Regions from separate parts of the Sus scrofa genome. Here region 1 is linked to region 2. The links are chromatin contacts, called in public Hi-C maps. All regions are on one chromosome and are shown on one strand. The core of a region is the stretch at or near the end of the contact, and the rest is flanking DNA. Distances in the headings are between cores, read along the strand shown.

Region 1 (5,739 bases), core at 788-3,287, 68 kb before region 2:
CATGTTGGCTGGTACAAGGCTTGCATCTCAGCCGAGCAGTTTCCCGGGTATGTGCCTTTGATCTTTAGAGGAATCCTGTGTGGTTGGTTATTACTCCCATTTCACAGATGGGGTAGGTGAGGCCCGGAGGGGCTGGCTGTGCCCAGGTCACACAGAACTGTGTCACTGGACCCTGGCCAGTTCTCCGGCCGCACGTGGCCTATGACGCCCTGACTCAGGATGCTCAGGAGATGAGGGGAGAGGGGCTGGGGGCGGGGGAGAGGGGCTGGGAGAGGATGCTCGGGGCTCTTTACAAGACATGGGCCCTGGCATCCAGCATGGCGGGGTGCCAGCCAGGGCCTGGCGGCAGGGCTCGAGGAGGCTGGCACTGCCTCTGTGGGTGGCTGGCATGAGGGAGCTCAGACGTGTTCTGACGCTGGGGAAACAGGCCCAGGCTCCCGTCCCAATTTCTGAACCTTTGTTCCTTGTCTGCGCTGCCCGGGGGGCCCGTGGGTGTGATGACTCAGGCCCGTCTCTGCTCCCGCAGGCCCGCCGGGCCGCGGGCCGGACGCCTGGTCTGAGGGACGCTGGGTGGGGTCGCGGCAGCGGCCGTGGAGGCGCGTCTGGGGTCAGTGGCTGACGGGCGTGAGCGAGGAAGTGAGGAAGCAGGGAAGCGGGCGGCGGGAGGGCACGGGCCGAACTCGGCCACGCTGGACAGGTGCTTAATGCCCGGCCTTGGCCGGCAGCCCAGAGCGGCCACGCTGGACGGGGGCCACAGCCCGGCTTTGACAGCTCCCAGGGGTAACCCCACCAGCAGCTCCCGGGGGCTTGAGATGAGGGGAGGTGCCCTCCCCCTCCCCCCTGATCTTTGGAAGGACCCCGTGGGTCAGCAGGATGGTGGTTATGACTCATGTTACAGACCTGCTCAGGCCTCTGTCCCCAGCCCTTCCACGTCCTGGGAAGCCACCTCCCGCATGGGGCCTGCCCGAGAGGAGCCGCTCATCCTAGACCTGACGCTCATACTCACAAGCCGGGGGCCCAGGTGGGGAGCAAGCGCTCCCTTTGAGCAAATCCTACCACAGCCAAGACGTCCTGGGCAGCAGAGCTGGGCCGATGGTCCAGAAAGGGACGAGAGGGTTCCAGGCCCTGCACAGCACATCTGGGACGGGGGCCCTACCGGAAAGCCCCCGAGACCCCCGCCGCCAGGGTGACAGGGACTGGAGTGGAGCTGGCGGGCCAGCGTGGCCCGGCACAGGGCACACAAATTCCAGCGAGCCAAGAGGGTGTGGACTGCGAAGGAAGCACAGCCCACAGGTCGAGAGTTAGGCTCTCTTAGGACTTCAAGCCCGGGAGGCAGCATCTCGGGCGACCTGGAGAAAACTGTGCTGAGGAGGTGGGGGAGCCGGGAGTTAGAGGAGTTTCTGCGAGAAGGGCAGGTAGTGGGGACAAAAGATGACCGTTAACTAGAGGACATCACCTCAAGCTACCGAACCGACTGCTTTCCTCTGGGTGGGAAGATGCGAGCGTCGGGGCGCCTTGAAATCTTCCTTCCACACGCACCCCAGCTATGGGGGCCCGTATCCTGTGTTTCCACATCCTGAGTTTCCAGGGCTCACCGAGGGGGTCGGGGGTGGGAGGTGGGTTGCCGGTGTAGGTGGCTGCCATCCATGACCTCTGGCAGGCTCCATCCGGCCCATGGGCTGCTGCAGGGCACCCAGCATCATGGACCCCTCCCTGCCAGAGACACCTCTGCCCGCCTTCGTTGGCCTGGGCTTCTGCCCTGCTGGCCGACACCCTCCACTCCACACGCTGCTTGAAGTTCTAGGCCGGGGCGGGGGCGTGTGTCCAGTCTCAGGCACTGGGCAGGCTGCTGGACCTGGCGAGACCTGGAGGATGCGGGTAAGGGCACCCGGGCCCAGCTGCCTCGGGGCTCCCAGAACTCTGCCCAGGCATCTCGCTGCAAACACAGATGCCTTCCGACTGACCGGGCACTGCCCCAGGCGGCCGCACGTGCTCCGGGGTGCCCTGCGCTCAGCCCGGCCAGCCTGCCCCCGGCCCCGCTCTTCCTTTGCTCTGCGCCCTCTAGAGGCGGCTGGGAAAGCTGCGTGGAGGGAGCCAGCCTCCCAGCGGATCCGAAGGCGCTGGAGTTGTGCTGTGGGCCCAGGGGCCGGGAGACCTGGGAGCACGTGTGAGGGCGAGGGGCTTGGGAGGCAGGTGGGCGCTGGGGAGGACTGGGCCTGCTCTAGGAGGGGCACGGGATTCCTGCACAGAGACCCGCCCTGGGCTGTCCCCGGGGCTCCCCCATCCAGCCAGCGCCCTACCCAGCCCTGCCCTGGCACCTGCAGGGATGGAGGGGCTGAAGTGGGGCGGAAGTCCCCCTGCATGGTGCTCTGGGGTCACTTCCCAGCGGCTGTGCCCTGGGGCTTGGTCCCTTGGGTGGGGGCTGCCTTCAGAGCTGTCACTAGCAAGCCTAACGCCCCAGAAGGGCTCGTCCCTGTCCCTGCTGGCAGCCACCCTGTGACTGTGGGCAAAGTCAGTCTGAAGACCAAGTCTGCCCACAAAGGGCGACAGGATCCAAACCACCCCTGCGAAGTGGATCTGCAGCCCGGGCTGGACTGGGTGAAAAGCCTTGCTCAAATCTGGACTTTCTAGGTCCTGAACCAATAAATCCTCTTCGATGTTTAAATCAGCTGAGTCATGTGTTTTACATCTGGAAACATCTTAGCTGGCCGAATGGTCTAGAATTTTCTCCTGGGTCGACACACTAAACTCCTTGCAACAAACACGACCTGCCTTGGACACTTAATAATGGGCTGTGAACAACCTTGTAAAAATAGAGGAGCTGGAGGTTGTCACGCGCAACGTGGCGCCGCGTCACCCGATTGCCTCATCATTCACTTCGCCCGTTCTGTCTGTGGGGGGACATGTAGGTTGTTTGCAATTTTTGTTGTTTTCAGTGTGTTAGTGTCTATGAAACACTGCTCATCTGTCCGACTACTGTCCCAGGGAGCATTTGGTGTGGTTGCCACCACAAGCCTGCGGTTGCCGGGGGAAGGGGGGGCGGCTTGGGAGACTGGGATTAGAGGCCAACTATTATAGACAAGAGAGATGAACAACAAGGCCCTGCCGGAGCTCCCACCATGGCACAGTGGGTTAAGAACCTGCCTGCAGTGGCTCCAGTCACTGTGGGTGTCAGGTTTGATGCCGGGCCCAGGGCAGGGGGGTAAAGATCGGGTGTGGCTGCCGCTGCAGCTGTGGATCCCGTCCCTGGCCTGGGAACTCCCACATGCTGTGAATTCAGCCCCAAAAGTAGCAAAGCCAAACAAGGTCCTACAGTTCAGCACAGGGGACGACAGTCGCCGTCCTGCAACAAACCCGACGGGAAAGCACAAGAAAGAGAATGTGCCACACGCTCATACACACACGACACTGACAGCACGAACAGCCTGACCCAGCCACAACACAGACTGGGACCTGAACCCACGGTTTCATTTTTTTATTTTTATTTTTTTTGTCTTTTTATTTTTATAGGGCCACACCCACGGCATATGGAGGTTCCAGGCTAGGGGTCCAATCGGAGCTGCTTTACCAGCCTACACCACAGCCACAGCAACACCAGATCCAAGCGGCGTCTGTGACCCCCACCACAGCTCACAGCAACGCTGGATCCTTAACCCACGGAGCGAGGCCAGGGATCGAGCCCGCAACCTCATGGTTCCTAGTCGGATTCGTTACCCACCCGAGCCACGACGGGAACTCCCAAACGCACGGTTTTAAATTCGAGTTGCTCACCCGGTGTCCGGACTCACCGAGGGTCGGGTTCTTCACGTCTCCGCGAGGGACACGCGAGAGGCGAGAAGCAGACCCACTAGGAGAGGACGCTGGTGAGCGAGGAAAGCAGGCAGGCAAGGCGGCGCGGCCCGAGGAGCCTGGGGGCCACAGAGTTGCCCTGCGAGGGGCCTGGGGGCCGGCGAGGCCGCCTCTTCGCTTCTGGGTGTGGCAGCTGAAGTCAGCTGAGGGGCGGCCTGCAAAGTCCTGCCTTGGTCGGAATCTCATCCCACCCCCTCGCAGCTCCCGGTCAGCAGCTGCCTGTGTGGTGGGTCTCCTGGGCTCCCAGTGGGCTCCACCTTCCCTCTCGTTTACACATGTACATACATACAAGTGAATCATTTTGCTGTACAGCAAAAATTAATAAAACACTGTAAATCAGCTATACTTCAATTTTAAAAAGCGCATGTGGGAACACCCACTTGGGCTCAGCAGTAAGGAACCCAACGGGTGTCCATAGGGAGGTGAGTTTGGTCCCGGGCCCCGCTCAGTGGGTTAAGAATCCAGCGTTGCCATGGCTGTGGCTCTAACTCGACTTCTAGCCTGGGAACTTCCATATCTGTGGTTGCAGCCCTAAAAAGGCCAAAAAAAAAAAAAAAAAAAAAAAAAAAAAAGCTTTTGTGTGCTTTTGATGAGTAGCGGTATTTTATTTTTTTCTTTAAAAAAATTACCAAAAAGTCCCATTTTTATTTGTTCACTTACCACTGGTATTTCCTCTTTGAATATGTTCTTTGAAGTGTTTAGTCAAACAAAATGTATTCTTAATTATGAAATCAGAGTTTCCTCTTGGGGTCTTTAACTTCCTTATTTATAAGGTTTCCATACATTTCTTCCTTCCTTTTTTTTTTTTTTTTTGGCCATGCCCCCAGCATTTGGAAGTTCCTGGGCCAGGGATGAGACTTCCACCACAGCAGTGAAAATGTTGGTTCCTTAACCTGCGGAGCTGCCAGGGAACTCTTTTCTTTTCATTTTTGAACATTTTATTGGCGTATAACTGATGTAGCATGTTGTATTAATTTCTGGTGTGAATCAGTTATACACACACACGTATCCTTTTTCAGATTCTGTTCCCTATAGGTCATCACATAGTATTACACTGACTTCCCTGTGCTAAAGAAGCAGGTCCTTGCTGTTACCTAGCTTACACACAGTTGTGTGTACGTGCCAACCCCGAGCTCCTCCCCTCACCTTGGGGGACCAGTTAAGTTCACTTACGGTTCTCAGACGAATAAGCAAGAGGCGACCCGGTCACAGGAAAATGGGAGGGTATAGCCAGATCCTGGAAAATGAGATACATTAAGCTTTGCTTGTATGACTAAGCTGGCTGGTCTGCTCAGGGAATTTTCTTTGCTTTTCTTTGTAGGGTTGCACCCGCGGCATATGGAGGTTCCCAGGCCAGGGGTTGAACAGGAGCTGCAGGAACCGGCCTAGGCCACCGCCACAGCAACGCAGGATCCCAGCTGCATCTACCACCTGCACCACCGCTCACGGCGACACCAGATCCTTACCCACCGAGCCAGGTCAGGGATCGAACCCGCATCCTCATGGACCCTAGTCGGGCTCGTTACCCTGAACCACGACGCGAACTCCTGGTCTCCAAGCATCGGATGCACCACAGGAAACCCTGAAAGGCTTTGCACTGGCCAAGGTCGCAGTCCACAGCCAGGGAGGTGGTGGGAGCGAGGCCGTGGCCACCGGGACCACTGGTCCTCAGGTGTGTTCCACAGAACCCGGAGGCTTCGGCCTGGCGGCCTGGCAGCCTTCCTGCCCACAACCCATGGCCGCGAGGAGGGGGCACAGCCCTTGAGGACGCGGTGTCCGCCCTGCGTCTTTGCTCCGTGAGGACAGGGTGGGGGAGCCTGGGGTGGGGCCCCGAGTCTCATCATTCTCTGGGGAGCCTGTGTTTCCTGTTTCACAATCCTGGCCTTTTCC
Region 2 (5,756 bases), core at 3,050-5,549:
GTTGAATGGGAGCTGCAGCTGCCGACCTACACCACAGCCACAGCAATGTGGGATCCCTGACCCACTGAGCAAGGCCAGGGATTGAACCTGCATCTTCACAGATACTAGTCAGATTCATTTCTGCGGCGCTACAACGGAAATTCCCAGAATGTGCCGATTTTAAAGACTTGGTCAAGGTTTCTTTTTTTCACCATGAGGGGCATTCTGTATTCCTGCTGTCAATTTTCTGTGCTGGTTTTCTGTGGCGGGGTTGGTAGTGGTGAGTGGGCTTTCCCATTGAGACCACCAGATGACCTGGCAGGCAGGCAGATGACCTGGTGGGACAGTACAGTGCCCAGGACTCCGGGGGAGTGGTAGGCACGGTTGGGGCAGGCATGTTAGGGCCTCAGAGCGCTTGGCCTTGTTCTCACAGCCGTCCTGTGGAGCGAGAGTTAGGCCCTCTTTATGGCCGAGAGAATAAGGCTCAGGCTTTCCTTGTTGAAGGTGAACTTGGCCACTCAGTGGAAGAGTCAGGGCTTGAACCTGGCAGTCTGGCTGCAGGCCCCCCGCTCCCCACGTCAACACGAATCCTGCTTCAAAGGAAGCGTGGCCCCGGGTCAAAGCAGCCCTTCCAGAGACCTGTTTCGCGTTTCTGTCTGCTTGCTGTTTCCCCAGGTTCCGCTCTGTGTTGGAGAAGCAGCAGTAGCCCTTTCTACAGCTCTTTTCTGTCTTTTGGACATTGTGTCTGTGCTTCTGCGGAGGGTCCCGGGACCACAGACTCTCACTCGGGCTCTCCGCTGGTGCTTCAGAGAGACACCTGCAGGCTTGGCCTGAGCATCCGTGCCTGATGGCCTCCTGCCGGGAGCAGCCTGCTGCCGGGAGCATCGGGCTGGCCCAGCCCTGGCCCCTCCTGCCCTGGTCTGTGACCTTCCCTGGGGCTCCTCACCCGCTTGCTGCTCTGCCGTGGGCGTAGGGTTGCGGGGGCAACATGAGGGAGCGCCTGGGGGATCCGCGCACGGCCCCGGGCTGTTCGCTCTTCTGGACAATCTGATCCTGATTGCAGAGCACAGACCCCTTCCTGGCAAGTTCCAGCGCTGCTCCTTGTCATCTCAGAATTGACGAGACCCGGTCGTGGAGTTGCAGGGACATCTCGGCCCGTGGTCCCTGGGCTGGTTCATTTCTGGAGTTCTCCGGATCCTGAGATTTCTGAAAACACACCAAACCCCCTGAAATGCAGTCAGAGTCATGTCTGGGTTGGCATTTCTGTTCCCAGGAGTTTCCCTAAAGCACTTGGGGTGTGAGCCAGCGCACCGGGTGCATCTGTGCCCCTTTCTTCTCTCCCATGTGACTGGTCAGCGGTTTCTGTCTTAAGGGGTCACTCTGCGTCCCCTTCTTAGTGACAGTCAGCTTCCCTGGGTGTGGGCGGATTTGAGACATTTTCACCAGCCGTTGAAGGCGCTTAAAGCCATTAGTTTCTTACCACCTGATCCGAGTTCCCTGCAAGATTGAGTTTCTCGGGAGCCGGTGCTGGCCCTTCATACGTGTGGCCACGGGTGAGATGCCCGGGCTGGACGGCTGCGGGGCGGGGCTGGCGTTGGTCTGGTTCCAGGTCGAGGCCTCGGCGTCCTCGTGGCTCCCGGCTCCTGCCTGGGGCTCGGGTCGCTGTCGAACGAGCCCGCGGGAGCAGCTCCCGACGCGGCTTGCCTTTCCGTGTGTGTGCCTGTGTGAGAGCAGCTCACCGTAGACCGTTTTCTTCCTTTGCCAAAAAGCCACCACCAGAGCCCCTTCCCGGTCAGGCTTGCTGTCGGGCGGCAGGCGTCGTTCTTTGCGCCAGGAGGGCAAGTTCCGGTGAGGGGTTCTGCACCATCTATTTGCGAGTCACGCGGGGCGGCGGCACCGTTTGGTTAGAACCCGTGTCCGCCGCGTGCTTAGCCCACAGCCGCTGCCGCCCGGGGCGGGGGCTTCTGCTGACCGGTCCCTGCCGGTCGGACGCTGGCCTCAGGGAGGCAGCGGGTGGGGTCTGGCCCCTCGCCCTTCGCCAGGTGCCTCCGCCGGGCCTGCTCGGGCAGCGGTCGTGGGCAAGAGGGTCGAGGTCTGCGTGCTCGTGGTGCCCTTGGCCTTCTCCCCGCGGGTTGTCTCCCTGCCTCTCTGCCCCTCCCTGCCCATCCCGAAGCCCCTCCCGCCACCGGAACCTGCCAGGATCTCCCGTTCTCCTTCCTCACGAGCCACACGGGCTGCTTCGTGAGTGACGGCCTTTTTGAAGCGGAGAGGCCTGGCTGCCAGCGGGCAGGTGACCGGCCTGCCCAGGGGGTGTGGCCGTCATTTCTGCTGGAAGATACGGGGCTTGGGCAGCCTGAGCGAGGCCAGGGATTGAACCTGTGTCCTCATGGATGCTAGTCGGGTTCGTTTCTGCTGAGCCACATCGGGAACTGCGGGGACAGTTTTAAGCATGAGCCCCCCTCGCTGCCGGGACGGATAGATGCATGGAAGAGTGATGAAGTTAAACAGAAGAGGCTTGCAGCTTCTCCGGGAGGCGAGCTCAAGGAGGGAGAGCTGAAGAGGCCAGAAGCATTTGAACGGCCTGCCGTGCTCCTTGGCTCTCACCTTCTGCTTTTATTTTTATTTTATTTTTGTCCTTTGAGGGCTGTGGCCATGGCATATGGAGGTTCCCAGTCTAGGAGTCAAATTGGAGCTGCAGCTGCCAGCCTACACCACAGCCACAGCAACCCAGGATCCGAGCCGTGTCTGTGACCTGCACCACAGCTCACGGCAACGCCGGATCCTTAACCCACTGAGTCAGGCCAGGGATCGAACCCATGTCCTCATGGATACGAGTTGGGTTTGTTAACCACTGAGCCACGACGGGAACTCCCTCACCCTTTGCTGTCAGCAGCATTCTTTCTCCCCAGTGCCGCCTGGTCGCGGGGAAAGCCTGTCTGTCTCACACTCTCTGTCCGTTGCCACCGCCACTGTGCCAGGTCAGGTTTCGCCCGTCTCTGGCCGGGACCGTTTTGTGAGTGTCCGGGCCGGCCTTCTTGTGCTGTTTCCTCTGCCACCTGCCTCCCACGTGCAGTCTTCTGTTGACACCTGTCAGCTTGTGTTAGAGTCTCCTGCAAGGCCTTGGACAGGCTGCCTGTGGCTCAGGGGTGACGTTCAGACTCCTCAGCCTGGGGTCCGAGGCCAGGCCCCTTCCGGTCTGGCCTTTGCCCTCCCACCTCGTCCTGGGCTGCTCTCAGCCCCTCACTTCTAGCCACACTGGCCCGCCCCCGCTTTGGATGTGCCCCTCACGTGTATACACACGTACACTTGTACGCACACACACACACACACACACACACACGCCCACCCTGACGTCTGGTGCACGGGACCGCCACGCCAGGCGCTGTTGTCCCTGCTTCCTACGTCTTACCTCACACTGTCACCGTCCCCATTTCAGACGCGGAGCAGGAGGCGCTAGAAAGGCCGGCAGAGGCCGTGAGGCCGCACATCCCCAAGTTCCTTGCCCGGAACTGAGGCCAGATGGGTTCCTGTTCTTGTGTTGCGCCCCCCCCCCGACCCCCAGCCTCGTCAGGTCCTGCGGGGGCCCCTGCGGGGCGCGGGCCTCGAGTGCATTTTCACACCCCGAGGTCCACTCGGTGAGGAGGGCCGGAGGGAGCCCAGGGGCATCTCGAAGTTCTTAGACTGTGTGTGTGGGACGGAAACTGACAGCAGTGCCGGCCGGAACCCGGCCAGGGACGCACACCCGGCCAGGACCCAGATCGGGACTGGCAGCAGAAAGGTGACGCGGGCCCGGACGTCAGTGTGGGAAGGTGAGACGCACACACGGGAAAGCTCGACGAGGCTCTCTCCTTCGGCAGGAGGCCGCGGGCGCCCAGAAAGCCCACGCGAAGCAGGAAGGCCCGCCCACGCATCCCTGACGCCGGCGGTGCCTCTGTCCCCTTCCCACGGGTCAGGTCAGGGCGCACAGCCTTCCCGGTTGGCTGATTTGAAACAAACCGTTATTGGGAGGAGAGGGAAGGTGGGGTCTCGGATGAAGCAGGAACCAAATGGAGGAACCACGGCTTCCTTGGGTAGAAGAGACACATGTGAATTCTCACAGACTTAACCCCAGGGTTTTGAACTCGCATCACTCACCCGGTGTCCGGACTCACCGAGGGTCGGGTTCTTCACGTCTCCGCGAGAGACACGTGAGAGGCGAGACGCAGACCCACCAGGATAGGACGCTGGTGAGCGAGGAAAGCAGGCAGGCAAGGAGGCGCGGCCCGAGGAGCCTGGGGGCCACAGAGTTGCCCTGCGAGGGGCCTGGGGGCCGGCGAGGCCCGCCTCTTCCCTTCTGGGTGTGGCAGCTGAAGTCAGCTGAGGGGCGGCCTGCAAAGTCCTGCCTTGGTCGGAATCTCATCCCACCCCCTCACAGCTCCCGAGTCAAGCAGCTGCCTGTGTGGTGGGTTTCCTGGGCTCCCAGTGGGCTCCACCTTCCCCCAGGTTTCCCTCTTTCTCTGTGATCCCCTCCTGGGACTCCCACAAGCACCTGTGCCTCCTCCGACACCCATCTAGACCTCACCGTGCTTGGTGGCCTGGCGAGAGCGGGGACCTCGTGGAGAAGCCTCTGTCATAGCCTCTTTCTTCTAAGCTCCATGACTTTCGTGAAGTCATTTCTGTTTCTGCTGCTGATTAGCGACAGAACTCTTAGAACTGACTTACAAGCATGGAGAGAATACAGCTGCTTAATGCTGCTGCCAAATTAATACTGCATCTGGAAGGCCAGAGAAAAGCCAAGTTAAGACTGTCCTCCTGCATAATGTATGAGAGACTGAGCCGTAAAATAAGCGTCTACGATGGCCTGTTTGCCCACGGTAGGGAGTGGTAACGCAGCTCTTAATCTCAGCGACGGGGACGGGGGCATTTACGTGCCTCCTGAGGCCTCCTGCCTCTTAGTCCCCTCCATGCACTTCTCAGGTCGTCTCCAGGCTCTCTTTCCAAAACTGGCTCTCTTCCTGTTTGGGGGTCGGAGCTTTGAAATTCACTGTTAGGTGTTCAGACGGAAATGATGTTACGAAGACTGAATGTGTCAGTATTTCTAAATAATGCGGTCTTAAAAAAACCCGCAGCAAATGAACAGATCCAGGGACAACTGTGCTGGGCACCAAGCGCACAAAGGAGCAAAGGAAAGGGAGACGGACCTTATTCCCAGGGACTGCCAGGGGCTGGAGAGGCGGGTCTGACACCTGCGGGAGGGAGGGGGCAGTGCACCGCGGCAGGTGGACGCCTTTTCAGGGGAGGCAGTGTTTGTGGACCAAGCGTTTGGAGCTGAGGGAGGGCGTCGCGGGTGTGGTCGTGGCGGCCCTGAGGCAGGGCTCTGTAGGGATGCTGGGGCCGGGGTCCGTCTGCTGCTCATCACCGCCACGCTCAGGTCCGCTCCCTGCCTCCCCAGCGCGGGGGACAGTCTCGGAGAAGAGAAATCCCCGGGCCCTGTTTGGTGTGAGCCACAGGGGAAGCCCCGACCCAGGCCCTGGTTCGGAAGCGCGGTCTCTGTCTAGGACTGTTCTCGCCATGGACCGCGGAAGCTGAGGGCTGGTGGAAACTCCTGGGGCCTCCCACGGCTTTTCCAGGACACTGTGTGTCACACCCACGACGTTGCACTGGCCAGAGCACAGCACACAGCCAGGGTCAACCTCACGGAACAGGAACATACAGTCCTTTCTAGGGAAGTGGGTCCTGGGGCGGTGGAACAGCCAGCCCGCCAGCCCGCTCACAGATTTCAGGAGGTGCATCCTGGC

What was found. Hi-C and Micro-C count contacts between places; a contact is called where the count stands out from the background.
Region 1: a Hi-C map of retroperitoneal adipose tissue shows a contact between it and region 2, with 5 times the contacts expected there. The contact joins two enhancer-like sites. A contact is called at or near these places in 4 of 47 Hi-C or Micro-C datasets (liver, retroperitoneal adipose tissue and skeletal muscle).

The regions. Positions count from the first base shown.
Region 1 is chr5:2,800,884-2,806,622 of Sscrofa11.1, reverse strand. No RefSeq gene overlaps it. Among named protein-coding and RNA genes, the nearest start is that of CERK, 15 kb to the left of the region's middle. Within about 2 kb of position 2,037, at least 17 of the 83 cell types and tissues checked have an H3K27ac peak or open chromatin away from gene starts, as enhancers often do. A contact at or near this core is called in retroperitoneal adipose tissue, where this site is marked.
Region 2 is chr5:2,735,039-2,740,794 of Sscrofa11.1, reverse strand. All of the region lies in intron 5 of TBC1D22A (TBC1 domain family member 22A), which reads left to right. Among named protein-coding and RNA genes, the nearest start is that of TBC1D22A, 49 kb to the left of the region's middle. Within about 2 kb of position 4,299, at least 1 of the 83 cell types and tissues checked has an H3K27ac peak or open chromatin away from gene starts, as enhancers often do. A contact at or near this core is called in retroperitoneal adipose tissue, where this site is marked.